Regions from separate parts of the Anser cygnoides genome. Here region 2 is linked to region 1. Evidence: chromatin contacts called from public Hi-C data. All regions are on one chromosome and are shown on one strand. The core of a region is the stretch at or near the end of the contact, and the rest is flanking DNA. Distances in the headings are between cores, read along the strand shown.

Region 1 (6,384 bases), core at 3,616-6,115:
GAAGAAATGAGGCTCCCTCTCCTCCTTGCCCACCTTGTGAGGAGTCAGTATGTTCTCTTTAGGTTCAGTAGTTTCAATGTGGGGTCAAAAATAGTAAGTTTTGACTGAAGTGAAGACCTGGCTTAAAAAAGAAGGATTGTCCTGACTTGTTTCTGATTGAAGACTAGAGAGGTTTGTGCCTCCTGTGATTCCGTCTGGTGCCTCTAGAGCCTCTTGGTCATCAGTTTGTTCCATTCCACTGCTTTGACCATTCAGAACTGGACCCAGTTGGACTGCTGAGGAGCCTGATTAGGAACAGCACTGAAAGAAAGAAAGAAAGGACAATCAAAGGAGCAGCTCTAATAAGACGTTGTAACTCACTGCTCTTCCAGCACCCATGAGGAAGCCACCCTTCCTGTGTGGAGTTCCCTTCACCAGAATTTACCTGGATGCAGTGCTGAAGTCTCCCCAGAGGTCTGCAGTAGCTGACGCTGGTGCCTTGGATGCAGACACAGGAGCATCTAAGTCTAACAGGATATCTAAGACAGAAAAAGAAGAAAAATCTGTCAAGATAGTCAAGGGTAAACAAACAACAACAAAAACACGGGCATTTAAACTGTCACCTACATAAACTACTGGATGCAACAGCATCCAGCTCTCCCTCCAGAAGAAGGGAGCTAGAATGTTCAAGGACTGAGTTTGCTGTAACAGCAGCCCCTTTTACCAAATGTACACTGAGCCTCCAGCTCCTGCTGCAGGGGTACATTGTCATCAAGAACCATTCGGTTTTCATCTTAGTGTATCAGCTAGCAGATTTGCAACATATTATCCCTTCCCAGTGGATTTAGGAATCAGATTCAGCCCAAGCACAGCAACCATAATAGTTATTAAACAGGCTTCTCCTGATCAGTACAAATCATGCACGGCAGCCCAGTCCCACTCAAGAGGTTACGGTTTCTTCTCAATCAGGTCTGTATATAGCACTGCTAATGTCCCTGAATTCACAGGAGTGTCATCAGCATTCATGTTGCAGTCACACACTCAGTACAGCACCTAGAAGACTGCAGCAACCTCTTTGTTACAGCCCAATTCCACTACACTTTGCACCTTCTGGTCTTCATACTAAAACTACCTCCCCTCCCTGTTCAACTCCTCTCAAGAAGTGCTTTTCCTGCACCTTTCAAAAACCACAGGACTATCTGTCTTTCCCTGTGGAAAGCAAATGACTGAGCACTAGTTTTCTGAACACCCTATACAGCTCTGTCAGTGCCCCTAAAGCATACATGAGTTCAGAAGAATTCAAGTATTTAAATTCGATACCCAACCAACCAGGTCATATTGACCAATTCATTTGGTTTCCCTTCTTGCAAGGAGAGCAGCTACAGTGCTATTCTCCCTTGCAAGGCTATCAAGCTGCTATTATTAAACAAACACGGATATCCTCAGGTCAAAGGGAGCAAAGCCCTCAGGGTCCGTCATGTTTCACAGGGCTTTTAACTGCACTTTTGACACTAGTTCCCTGAAGCAGGCCCATGTTCCATCTCTGCGCCTACTGGTGTCCAACAGACTATTTGTTCCATGCTAATGTTTACCTGCACTGCTCGCATTACTGGATTTCAGCACCGGTGGTGGTGTGACTTGGTTGGCAATGGCCGTGGAAGAAGGAGGAGGGATGGGAGGGACTGCAATTTTGCCTCCTGGTGGGGGTGGAAGCAGGCTTAGGCCCCCTGATCCAGACACACGAGGCTTGGCTACTCCTCCTTTCTTTGTCGTCATGTTCTGTATACAGGGAGAGGACAAGTGAGGAACAGTCTCCACTGGCATATCCAGAGAAAGAAGCTGAGTCAACTTTGCTCCTTACCCCAATGTTCAGTTTGATGGTCTGCCCTTCCTTGAACCCTAAATCTAATTTGGGACGTGTGTCAGCTTCCTGAGACTCCCTGGAGATCTCAGTCTCCTGCTTCACCCACCTAAAAAGAAGAGAGGTAAACACAAGACACTGTGGCAAATGGGAGCAGAGCTTCAGAAAAATGCATGGTTCCTTTCCCCACTCTGCCAAAGAACTGTCATGCCTTGTCAAGCCAGCTACCTCACCACCCCCAGTGCAGTATAGCAAAAAGCTCAGAATACCACAAACCCAAGAGACTGTCTAACACTCCACCTGTAGTGTCATAGGACTTAAGACTAACAGATCAGACCCTGCAGGACCCTCAGCTTGCAGCACACTCAGAGCAGGGCTTCATGATCATCCTGAGGAAACCTGCTCTAAGAGGACATGCACCACCACCCAACTCATTCCAGGGGCCAGAGGAAAAGCAGCAGTCCAGAAAAGCACAACTCACTTGAAGTGATCCTGCAAAGATACGTTGAAGTCAAAGGCATCACCACGGTCCGTGAAACCAATGCCTATAAATGCACTTCGTCCTAGCAAGGAGACGGAAGGAGTCATTGTAGGTGCCTTGCAAATTGGCCCCTGTGTCCATTCACTCCAAAATCCTCCTGCTTCTCCTAAACCACTCTGTGCTACCTCCCTCTGAGACATCTGCAGCTGAACACAAGCAGCTCACAGAAGTTCATTGCTCCTAGCCTGTAAGATGCACTTTTCTCACCATGTAGCGCTCTCAGAAACTAAATGCTCCTCCCTGTACTCTGTGTACTGTAGAGAACCCTCCTCTGTTAATCTTACCTTCCTACCCCTCCAGACACCCTACCCAGACTTTTCAGCACTCCCCCCACCATCTCAATCCACCAGACATGCATGCAGCTCCATCAGGTATGTCTGATGAACGCAGACATACCTCAGCTCCATCCGTCTCCTCCACCCCGACACTTGGCATATACATGACCCCTCAACTTACCAGTCCCATCCTGAATCCGAATCACAAAGTAACGGCTGGAATCCGTCACCGTCTCCACTGCAATGCCAGGATATTGGTCTATGGGAGCCTGAGCAAATAGTTCCCCTAGAAACAAAGAATCAGGTATTAAGGAGAGCAAGCTTTTTCTAATGCATGTCCAGAGCTACCATACAGAGCTTTGAGCAGGCTTAGAAGCACAGAGCTTTGAGCAGGCTTAGAATCACAGATTCATAACTAGCAACCACAGTTACGGTCTTGCCAAACCACATCCCTTCCCTTACCTGAAACCTTATCTTCTAGTTTTATATATGCAGTTTTGCCTTTGGAGGTGACACGAAGTCGCCCTGTCCAGTCCGGATGGTCCAGTTTCCAGTCAGATGCCCTGAAAAGAAAAGCAACTGTTCACTGACCGTACTTCAACCCTTCCACTTCTGCCCATCCAGCTAAAGTCTCTGCTCCCAAACCTTCAATGCACGCAGCTGCCTTATTCCCCTTCTCTTCTCTAACAATATATAAGGTCTCAGCTCCTCTGTTGCTGCCAATCTACATGCATAGCTCTGAGCAGCCTACCTTTCTGCTGCATAAAGGGAAATAGATACTATCCAGAGAACATCAACTCTGTGTTTTCCTTTATAATATTGCAGAATAGGGGAGACTGAAACCCAAGAACTCACTTGGAACTGTAAACACAAAAAGCAACTTAAAATCATCAGGAAAATTCATTAATTTTCTGAAACATACTGAAAAGTCACTCCATTACTTTATCCTACTGTTGTAAAAACAGTATCAAGTACCTGTACATCTAGAGGCAGCTAGTTTATACTAGGTAAAACATCATACATGCAACCATCTTGGCTGCCCCATCAAACAGACTGTTGCAGAATGAAAGAAAAAAATAATAATTAAAAAAAAAAAAAACAGAAAAAAAAAAAAAAAAACAGAAAAAACATCAACCTACAGGAGTCTGCAAATGGAAATAAGCATCTGTGGCCAGGTACAGCATCCACACCAGCAGTAGATCACCAAGCCCGGCAAGTACCAGCAATACACCCTAGAGCTTCAGAGTACAAACCAATTTCTCCAGCAAGTCTGCAGGAGCAGCTCACAGTGACATGCCACTGGTTTTGGCTAAAGACAGAGAAGGTATTTCTAACTCCTAGACCTGAAATATTTTCATAACAATCATAATGAAGCTCTTTTGCCTTCCTCCCAGCTACTGCAACAGCCAACAGACCAAATTCAACATTTGGTTACAGCAGATTGGACTCGTGTCCGATACTGGGAACCTGGCAAATTGAGAGCAGATGTTGGCTCTGCCTGGAAAAAGCACTGGAAGTCACTTACGTGCTCTCATGTCCTGCGTACGACTAGCTAGGCAATCCCCCGTCCTCCGCAGTATAGGAGGGAATACTTCTGGTCTAAGGCACAGACAGCATACAAAAGACTATTCAAATTTATTAGAAACATTCAGCATGTCATCTGCGGCTGGGGCCAGCGGAGGCAGAGGTGCTAAGGCCTCAGGAAGTCCACCTGACCTGCCTAAAGCCAGAGTGCGGCTCAGCAGGCACCACGAGCACCTGCATCCCAAGCCCCTGCTCGTCCACGCAGAATTGACCGTGCCAGCTGACCGGTCGCTCATGTGAAAGTCGACCACCGACCCCCGGCAAGGCCTCCGCCGCCTCATCCTCATCCTCCTCCTCCTCCTCCTCCTCCTCCTCCTCCTCCCCGCCCCGCTGAAGCGGGCAGCGCCGAGGCCAGGCGAGAGAGGCTCGGCCGCCCCAGGCGGAGCGGGGACCGCGCACAGCCCCGCAGCAAGCACGGGCCCCCGGCCCGGCCCCGGCACCTGTATCCGCGGTTGGAGGTGCGCGGCGGGATGCGGTACACGTTGACATCGGGCTTCACGCAGAGGACGGACTCGTACTCCAGCTCGGCCGCCGCCATCTCGGACGCGAACCCCGGCACCCCGGCGCGGAGCGAAGGGTGGGAGCCTAGGAACAAGCGGCACTTCCGACCGCCATCTTTGATGCGGGCAGGCCCCGCCTGGGGGCGCCGCTACGCCTACGTTGGGATCGGGCCGCGGCGGCGACGGCGCCGAGGAAGGCATCTTGCTGCGCCCGGCCGCCATCTTGGAACCGGTCCTGACAAAGCAAGCGCGGCCGGCGCCATCTTGGCTCCTGGCAGCCCGCTTCCCCCCCTGCCTGACGGGGCGGCCATGTTTGGTGCGGGCTGACGAAGCCGCGCCGGGCGCCATCCTGTGTGCGAGCTCCCGTTTGGCCGCCGGGGCGCTGGCCTCGGTGCTGGCTGCGGTACCGCGGGGCTGAGGCCTCCCGTGGGGCGGGGGGCCGCGGGCAGGCAGCGCCACCAAGGGGGGTGGCGGCTTGTCGGCACCGGGATCACCGTGACACGGCGGGTGCTGGGAAGCCCTGGGTCGGGGCGTGCTGAAGCAGATCCCGCTGTTCTCCCCTTCACATTTTTTTTTTGATAAGGACTAATAGTGTGTAAACTCCCGTTGTTTAATAGTCACATACTCCCCGGTGAAGGTTGGTGTTGAAGTCTTCTGCTGTGCAGTGGCCTGTGAACTGAGTCTCTAACAATCCTAAATGTTCACTCTGAAAACTGGTAGAAAAGGTACGAGAAAAGGTGTAAGAAAAGTTTATAAACAAAGTTATCTTTGTCCCCACAGCCAGAGACAGACGTGGCATGGGCTAATTGCGCCAGGAAGTAATTTAAGCTATCTATGCAAGACAGTGAGTACAATTTATTGCTGAGACTATAAGAACAAATAAATGAAACAGCACTGAGTTTGAGGAATATGTATATATTTATTTTTTTCTGGTACGAAACAAGAGTTAATGCAGTGAGAGCTGAAACTGCATCTGGAGGTTTGTAGGAGGAACAGGGTGGTAGCAGTCAAAGAAACTGTCCTTGCATCATGCCAAACACCCAACTAGCCCAGCATTGCATCTCTGACAGTGCCCAGTGCAAAAAAAAAAACGAAACTCGGAAAGGGGGATTGTGTTGCTGATTCCATAGATCTGGTAAGTGAAACTGTTTTGAAGTCAACAACAGGAACAGTCTTGGGTCATTAAGACCAATGAAATAGCATACTTGTAATTTAACTAGCATATGTCAATGTAACTGGCCTAGCTTTAAAAAAAAAAAAAAGGACAGCTATATGAATAGATACACAGGAACGATGCATGACTGGTGTGAGCTAAGTACCTGAATCATGATAGAATTATGCAAATGTGCAACTTCTGTTTTCCCTTCGCCTCTTCCAGCTTGTTCTGTTTCTCTGAAGTAGAAGGGAGAGGCTGACACATTGCTTTGTGGCAGATGTTGATGCCCGGGGATCAGAGGTCCATACCCTGCTGTGTGGGTGAAGAAAGGCCTTGCCCTGCCAGGCTGCACACAATGACAGACAGGTACCTGCTTGGGAATAGAGGTTTGAACACTTTTGTACAACCTGCACAAGAAAATGTGGGAATATATGGAGTCTATACTTAATGCAGACATGCCACAATGCAAAAGAAAGCTGTGCCTCCCT
Region 2 (7,001 bases), core at 1,388-3,887, 530 kb after region 1:
CAGAACTTCCCCCTATGCCAGCTTCACGGTCTTTGAAACAAGGTTATGAAATACGCTGTTTATAGACCTCCCTTCAACTGTTTTGAGATGTGTTGGTGAAAAGGGCTAAATGAATTAAAGTACTATGAAAGCTTTAAATAGTCTGGGTCACACAGTCCATATACAGCCATTCCAGGACGAAATGCTTCTGGGCTACCAGAAGAGACCTCACCAGCCTCGCTGCCAGCAAGGTTGGCAGTATTCTGAAAACAGAGGCAGTGACTCCATCAGAAGCAGGCAACAAGGAGGGATAAGGGACCCTAGAGAAAGTGGCTGACTTAAAAATGCTAAGTTTGTCTATACGGAGAAGGTAATACTCTAGCTTACGATGGACTAGCTTAGAATCATAGAATCATAGAATACATGATTCTATGATTCTTGATACTTCCATGTATCAACTCTCAGCTGCTTCCTGGAACAAACATTCAAGCAAAGAAACCACTGAGTTTCATCAGCTCTGTCAATCTGTATCCATATCTGTCAATTCAAATACCATCATGAGCAAGCACTTTTGGCTATCTCAAATATATTCCCAAACATTATACACTACATTGTAAAATAGCTTACATGCACAACCACATATCAGAATAGGTGAACAATGCCTACTGTTGAATTCTTCCAGAATAGATCCAGAGTAAGAAAAAAAGTCCTATTGTCAGTATGCCGCAGTATCGTACATATATATATATATATATTTGTTTGTTTGTTTGGAAAGGACATTTGGATGTCTCAAGCCAACTTCTCTCCTGGAAAAGGAAGTTGCAATGGGTCACCCGTTCTGATGCTGCAGTAACATGGTGAATAAGAGTTTTATTTATTTTTTAATATCTAATCTGAACCTTAATTGTGTCTCCTGTGCAGATAGCCACTTCTGAAACAGAAAGAGCAACAACTGTTGCTGCTTATCAAAGCTATCTCCCTGTGCAAGATGCAGAACGCAAATCTTGGTTGGAAGCTTCATTTTGATTTGACTTGGAGGTCTTCCGTTCTAGGGTAGCTTCCCTCCTGTGTTATACACAGCATCGGATCAACCCTGCAGCACACGGTACCAAGTGTGAGTGAGATCCATTATTCTCACACATGCCTAGCAATTCACTACTCAGACCACACTGTCTACCTCTTCCCTGACTGCTTACTGCACTCAGCTCCTATCTTTGTTCTGTGATCCCAAATACACCTCTCCTCCTCACACCTTTCTCATCCTTTCCTCTTTCTCCCCTCCCAAAATGATGCTCAGTTCAGAGAAAAAGAGCAGCATGTTGCCTATGCGAGGAAAGGACCAAGCAGTTTCCGTCTGATCTTTGGCAGGGATATGAACAAGATTACCGTGGAGACACTGGAGAGCTTTGCCTGACCCCAAAGCAGACTTGGCTGGCTTATCTACCCCAGAAGCAGCCAAATAGGGCAGGTGAATGAGGGACTGATGGTGAAGTGTGAGTCAAAGGTCCTTCAGTTTTGAGCCAGTCACCACTTTACCTCTGACCACACAGTAAGCAACAGCAGTGTTGCTGCACCTCCTGCTGCAGCTACTAGTGCTCATGCGGTGCTTGTCGGCACGAGATCTCTAGCAAGCATCACAAGACCAGCTTCGGAACCACAGAGGAGAGAACCGTGGCACAGCAAGAGGCACGCTGTGACAGCAGCAAGAGTCTAAAGAGGGAGATTGCTCTGCCTGGACAAGAGGCTGCAGAACCCTCTGTGGTAGGTGAGGCTGAGGTGGGGAGGCCAGGCTGATCTGCCCTTGCAGAGCTTCTCCTTGGGGCCCTCAGCAGTGTGAGTGCTGCAGCCATGCTCCTCACCTGCAGAGCCCCGGGGTGGACATCCCAGGGGAGGGTGCCAGCGCCAGACTCCATGCTGGCGGAAGGGAATTTAGGTCACAGATCCTCTTTGGGAACAAGCACGTCTGATGCTGCCAAGGGAAACAAACTGGGATGAAAGAAACAGGAGAAAGGGAACAAACCAGCTTGAAAGAAACAGGAGAACGCGGAGAAATGACTCAATGATCAAAACAAGGATACTACGGGAAAGGTAAGTACATGCATGCCCACAAAAACTCAGGCACCTGAAGATTTCTAGGTAAGAATATATTTAGGCAGAGATATTGTTCTGAACCAGGGCTGGACTAGCAGGGGAGTACCGAGGGGAAGAGGGAACACTGGCAGAGATGTGCAGGAAGGTCAGGGCTGGGCTAGTAGTGGGATGCAGGGTAGGAATGGGAGAAACTGGCACAGCTGTATAAAGAATGACAGAAAAGAAGAAAAATGACAGAAAAAAAAAAAAAAAGGAGCACTAAGACCTCCCTCCCCCTTCCATATGTGTAGCTTACGGTTCTGTAGTGGGAGAGGTATTTCCAGGGAGGAAGAAGAGGAGAAGGAGGAAGATATCTGGTTTGCCAAAGAGCCAGTCCTTCCCCATGGTGCAGAGCAGGACTGTGGTGACTCAAGCAGACATCCAGTCTGGTCCGGTGCTGTTGTTTTCCTGCACCTTGTAATTCCCCTCCACTCTCTGCTGGGTCAGCCCCTTTTTAACTGCTCTCTGCAAACAGCCCAGGGGCTAGAGGAGATAAGGGCTGTGGGCCAGGACCCATCCGGAAATGGGGAGAGGCGAGAGGCGTATAAGGAGGAGCTGGAGCAGAGGGACAGTATTTGGCTAGAGACTTTCAATGTGGGGGAAGGGTGTTTATTGGACAGTACTTATATTAGAAATCTTCGAACCATTCATACCCTGCTTTCTTTAACCCATCAGAGATCCACAGTCTTGGGGAAATGAACCAGGTTTGACACAAGGTTGCTCCCTGAGGGTAGCATCCAATCTCAGCGCTCGGACATCCAGTAATGCCATCTTTTGAAGTCAAAAGCTGTGTTTATAGGTATGTTACGACAAAAGGAAACCCACAGGCAAAAGCATTGCTCATGTTATATTAACAGAATACTGCAGTAGTTTGCTGACAAAGCCCCTAACAGGGCTGCTAGGTTAGACAATTAGTCAGTCAGGAATAAAATCCAAAGTGAGGTGACTACAGGTCTAGATATGGAAATATGTTGTTTCCACTGTGAACATGCATAAATATTAGGCAATGCCATCGGGTGGCATCCCTGCCCCCCAGCATGGTGATCATCTTCCACCATTCTGTGTTGCCTGCTCTTAGACTGCCTGGTCTGGGGTGAAAATGTTCCAGGTGCCCCAGGTGTCTCCCCTTTCCCTTTGCCAGATTCAGAGCTGTGCTGCTGTGAGTTGCATCCATAGTGAAAGTCACTCAGAAACAGCACTGCTCACTTGGCTTGGTTGTCTGTGAATATCTTGTTGCAACAGCTTATCCAGAAGTTGAATTTAGTAATTAAAAAAAAAAAAAAAAAAGATTGCTACATTCCAGCTGGTCACAAAAATGAAATACTCAGTCCAAGCTACCAGAACTCCCTGAGTAGCCTGACTTTGTGGGGTATTTGTATCAGCCCTTGGAAGACTGCAAAACTGCAGCTGTAGGGCTTCAGCTTGCCCTACAGAGTCTCTGCAATCAAAGAATCAAAGATTGGTCACGCTCTTATTAGAGATTTGTGACCCCTGTGAAGAGTCCTGTTGTGTATGAATACTCAGGAGATAAAATACTTTAGCACAAATCTTATTGAATGTGATTATATGAAGCCACATTAGTGGCAGAGGTTCTCTGATCTGTACAGAGGAACTGATAAGATCAGAACAACACTAATGGTTTGTCTGAATATTAAACTTTGAAATATAGTGAATGTTAAAACTGAATGTTAGTTTAACTACATAGTGTGTCTTGACTCTTGTGCTGACAGAAAACTGCAGGGAAGAGCAGTGTGAATGATGAGGAGAAATGTCTGAGGAGGAAAGGAAGTTTAAGAACTGTGTTCAAAAATCAGGCACAGTCTCTCATGGAATAAAGTTCAACACCTTTTTACAAACCACAAAAATAAGGAAAACAAACAGGAGGCAGCCAGTGCTAGGAATAAGTGTTATATAAGCGTGATATGAAAAAGGAATGAACATACACAGTCATAGAAACCAAAAGATTTAGCAGATTATCAGCTAGAGATGGAAATATTGATAAAATCTGGTTGTGTAACTATAAAGTAATAAAAGCCATATGGATCTTTCTCCAAAAATGCCCCCTATTGTCTGTCCTCTCCCTCCCATTTCCGTCTTCTCCAGTAAATAACTTGTGCAAAGTAGCAGTTTTCAAAGCAATTGTGTCCTGGATATTTGTTGGAAAACATGACTCACCCCACGTGTTCTGTTTTCATTCAGGATGTTGTGAACTGAAAACAAAAAGAAACCAGAATGGACACGTACAGTATGCTTTAAGGATGAGCATGTAAAACTAAAATTCATAGATCTAGAGGACTATCAGAAGCGGGGATTCAGCAGAGATCCTTCTCACTGCAATCTTTCTTCTACTCACCTATTTCCCATCCACAAGGTACAAAACATCTGTTTTTCAGTCCCCCAGGAACCACTCATTAGGTCTCTGACATCCTACTGCCCACCTTGCTCCACAAGCACTGACTGAGGCAGTCTATCTGGTACCTATCCCATTAAGCGCAGAACAATTGGTTTGAACTTGTACTTAGCTTGAAAGCTTTTTGGTTCTTTTTCATACCTGGAAGACAGATTGTGTATCTGAAGGACTGGCTACTTCTTCCAACAAGGGTAGCTGATCTGATAAGAGATATCTAAAGGAAACAAACCCAAAGCAATTTACTTAAAATAAATAAATAAATAAATAAAAAGCTTTACAAGAAAAAGCATTTGTACAAATTAACAGGATTAACAACAATACCCAGAAGGATAAAAAAAAAGGGTTCATTATTTTGTGGGAGACAAAATATTTCACAGGCTGTAGTGAAGAGAAGCTCCTCTAAAACTTATTAGGAAAACTCAGAAAGCGTGAACATTACAAAAGTCGCAACATGCAGATGAAGGAAGATATTCAATGAAATGAAGGCCCGTAAAAAGGCTTCATCAATTGAACTTCAAATTAAACTGAAAATATTAGAGCAAATAAAGATTATCCACTTTAGTAGCCTGTTGAATATCTTAATTTGACAGAAGGCTCTGGTGGCAGATTAACTGCCTTTCCTGAGTGCGGACATCTAGGCTGTCTAATATAACTCATATGAATTTCTGTGGTGTCCTATGAACAACTAAATCTATTCAGGTATGGTAAAGGCATCAACAAATTACCCATGTTTTAGTGTGCTTTGTAATGCATTAGGTTTTATAAATAGATTGTGACTGACTTTGTGTGATGCAAGGCAAGACCATTGGTAGTGCAAGCCCTATACGAAGTAGGGCTAATCCACCTTTCCCAACTTCTTATAACAAATATTACTTCTGTTTATACTTTTTGTCTTGCCTTAAAAGAAACCTATGCTGTCTGTTGCTAAAAAGACTGCGACCAAAGCTGTTAACCCTATGGTATGAGAAATCTGCAGCATGTCAGTCTGATGTTTATAGAGCACAGTGGAATGGGATCACTTGTTGAAATCCCACCATTAAATCCATCCAAGGTAATCAGTGAATAATATTAATATTGTTTAAATATATAACCAAGAAACTAGCTGTTTCATGTTGACAGATATGGTTTTGATATTAGAGAGAAATTAAGATGGTCCCTGATGTAAAGAATGAAAAGCTATTACATTTGTATTTCTCAGACTATTGCATGGAAAGGGTGGGGAAAAGCCGAAGTATTTACAAATGTGTCTGAAAACTGCATATGAGATAATTAACAATACTATTTATGACTCACGTTTTCTCTTTTCAGATAAAACTTCACCACATAAAGTCATAAAAAACGCATATAAAACTACAAATTTCACTTTATCTCTCTCTGTGATGTTATAATCCAGGCTCCCTTTCTCCTCAGATGAGATGCAAGCACCTCTTGAGGTGGTTCTGGTGGTCCTGAGGTTGGTGTTCAAGGCAGGTAGCATCAAGGGAGAGACAGGCTCTTCTCAGAGGTAGGCAGTGGCAAGAGCAGAGGCAGCGGGCCAGGCTGTGTCCAGAGAGACTCTAACTGAACAGACAGAAAAAATGCTTCCTCCGAGGGTGGTGCAGCAATAGAACACGTGCCCAGAGGGGCCATGGGATTGCCATCCCTGGAGACTGTCCAAACTTCATGGCACAAAAGTACCAGTACAGAAGAAGACCATGCTAACACAGCATAGGCATTTCAAAGATTTTTCCCATTTAGCTTTTGATGCTCATTCATTTAGCTACAAAATAGATATATAAATAAATAAATAAATAAATAAATAAATAAATAAGGTGAAACCCCAAATCACTGCCCCTCTGAATGACTTTGCAGGAAGAAGAAGTGGAAGACGACTCTGTCTATGCCACCTTTCCGGCTGGACCAGGTTGTACTTGCCTTGTGCCGCATCTGCTTACTGTGGTGGCTCTGCCATGGGGCTTGATCCTCCAGCTGTGCAGGGGGAACACTGGTCTGGATCCATTGGCGTGGTGGGCCAGGAGCCAGCTGGCTGAGCTAAAGAAGGGATAGGCTTTATGCTTAGCTCAGTTACTGATGTGCTGGGTCACACTGGGCAAGCCCAGGCCCCTCTCTGGGCCACAGCTAAGCCAGCTGTGATCTGCTGCTCAAGACCCAGTACAGATCTTTCCCTGGTGCAGAGAGCTGTAATTCAGCTGATGTGTTTGTACAGATTTTTGAGACGGAGGATGCTACAAGAAAGCAGGACAAGAAGTCCTGATAGAGTATTAGGCAAAGAAATAGGATACTCTTATGGTTAACCCTTTCCCATACACCTCCACATTGCACCTTGGTGGGCAGCGCAGAGTGTGTCACATTTATCCTTTTGGGTCAGGAAAAGGGGTATAAGCCATGATGCTGGAGAACAGGTTCCTTTTGAATTTAGGGTCCTGCTACAGAGCCTGCCCTGGCTGCATTACACCACTGCACTTCCCTCGTGTTTGGGGAT

Evidence for each region. Hi-C and Micro-C count contacts between places; a contact is called where the count stands out from the background.
Region 2: a Hi-C map of liver shows a contact between it and region 1, with 1.8 times the contacts expected there. The contact joins the promoter of LOC106048077 here to the promoter of NECAP1 in region 1. A contact is called at or near these places in 2 of 7 Hi-C or Micro-C datasets (both in liver).

What each region holds. Positions count from the first base shown.
Region 1 is chr1:104,346,579-104,352,962 of Taihu_goose_T2T_genome, forward strand. NECAP1 (NECAP endocytosis associated 1) reads right to left here and starts at 4,866. Exons shown (of 8, transcript XM_013199889.3): 1 at 4,681-4,866; 2 at 3,119-3,219; 3 at 2,838-2,942; 4 at 2,322-2,403; 5 at 1,841-1,949; 6 at 1,572-1,758; 7 at 425-518; 8 at 1-300. The coding sequence starts at 4,778. The coding sequence ends at 252. LOC125180824 (a long non-coding RNA gene) reads left to right here and starts at 4,950. Exons shown (of 4, transcript XR_007159729.2): 1 at 4,950-5,465; 2 at 6,119-6,262.
Region 2 is chr1:104,883,787-104,890,787 of Taihu_goose_T2T_genome, forward strand. It overlaps LOC106048077 (alpha-2-macroglobulin-like), which reads right to left and starts at 2,638. Exons shown (of 36, transcript XM_067005523.1): 1 at 2,366-2,638. The coding sequence starts at 2,454. It overlaps LOC106048085 (a long non-coding RNA gene), which reads left to right and starts at 1,472. Exons shown (of 3, transcript XR_010824806.1): 1 at 1,472-2,067; 2 at 2,785-2,908.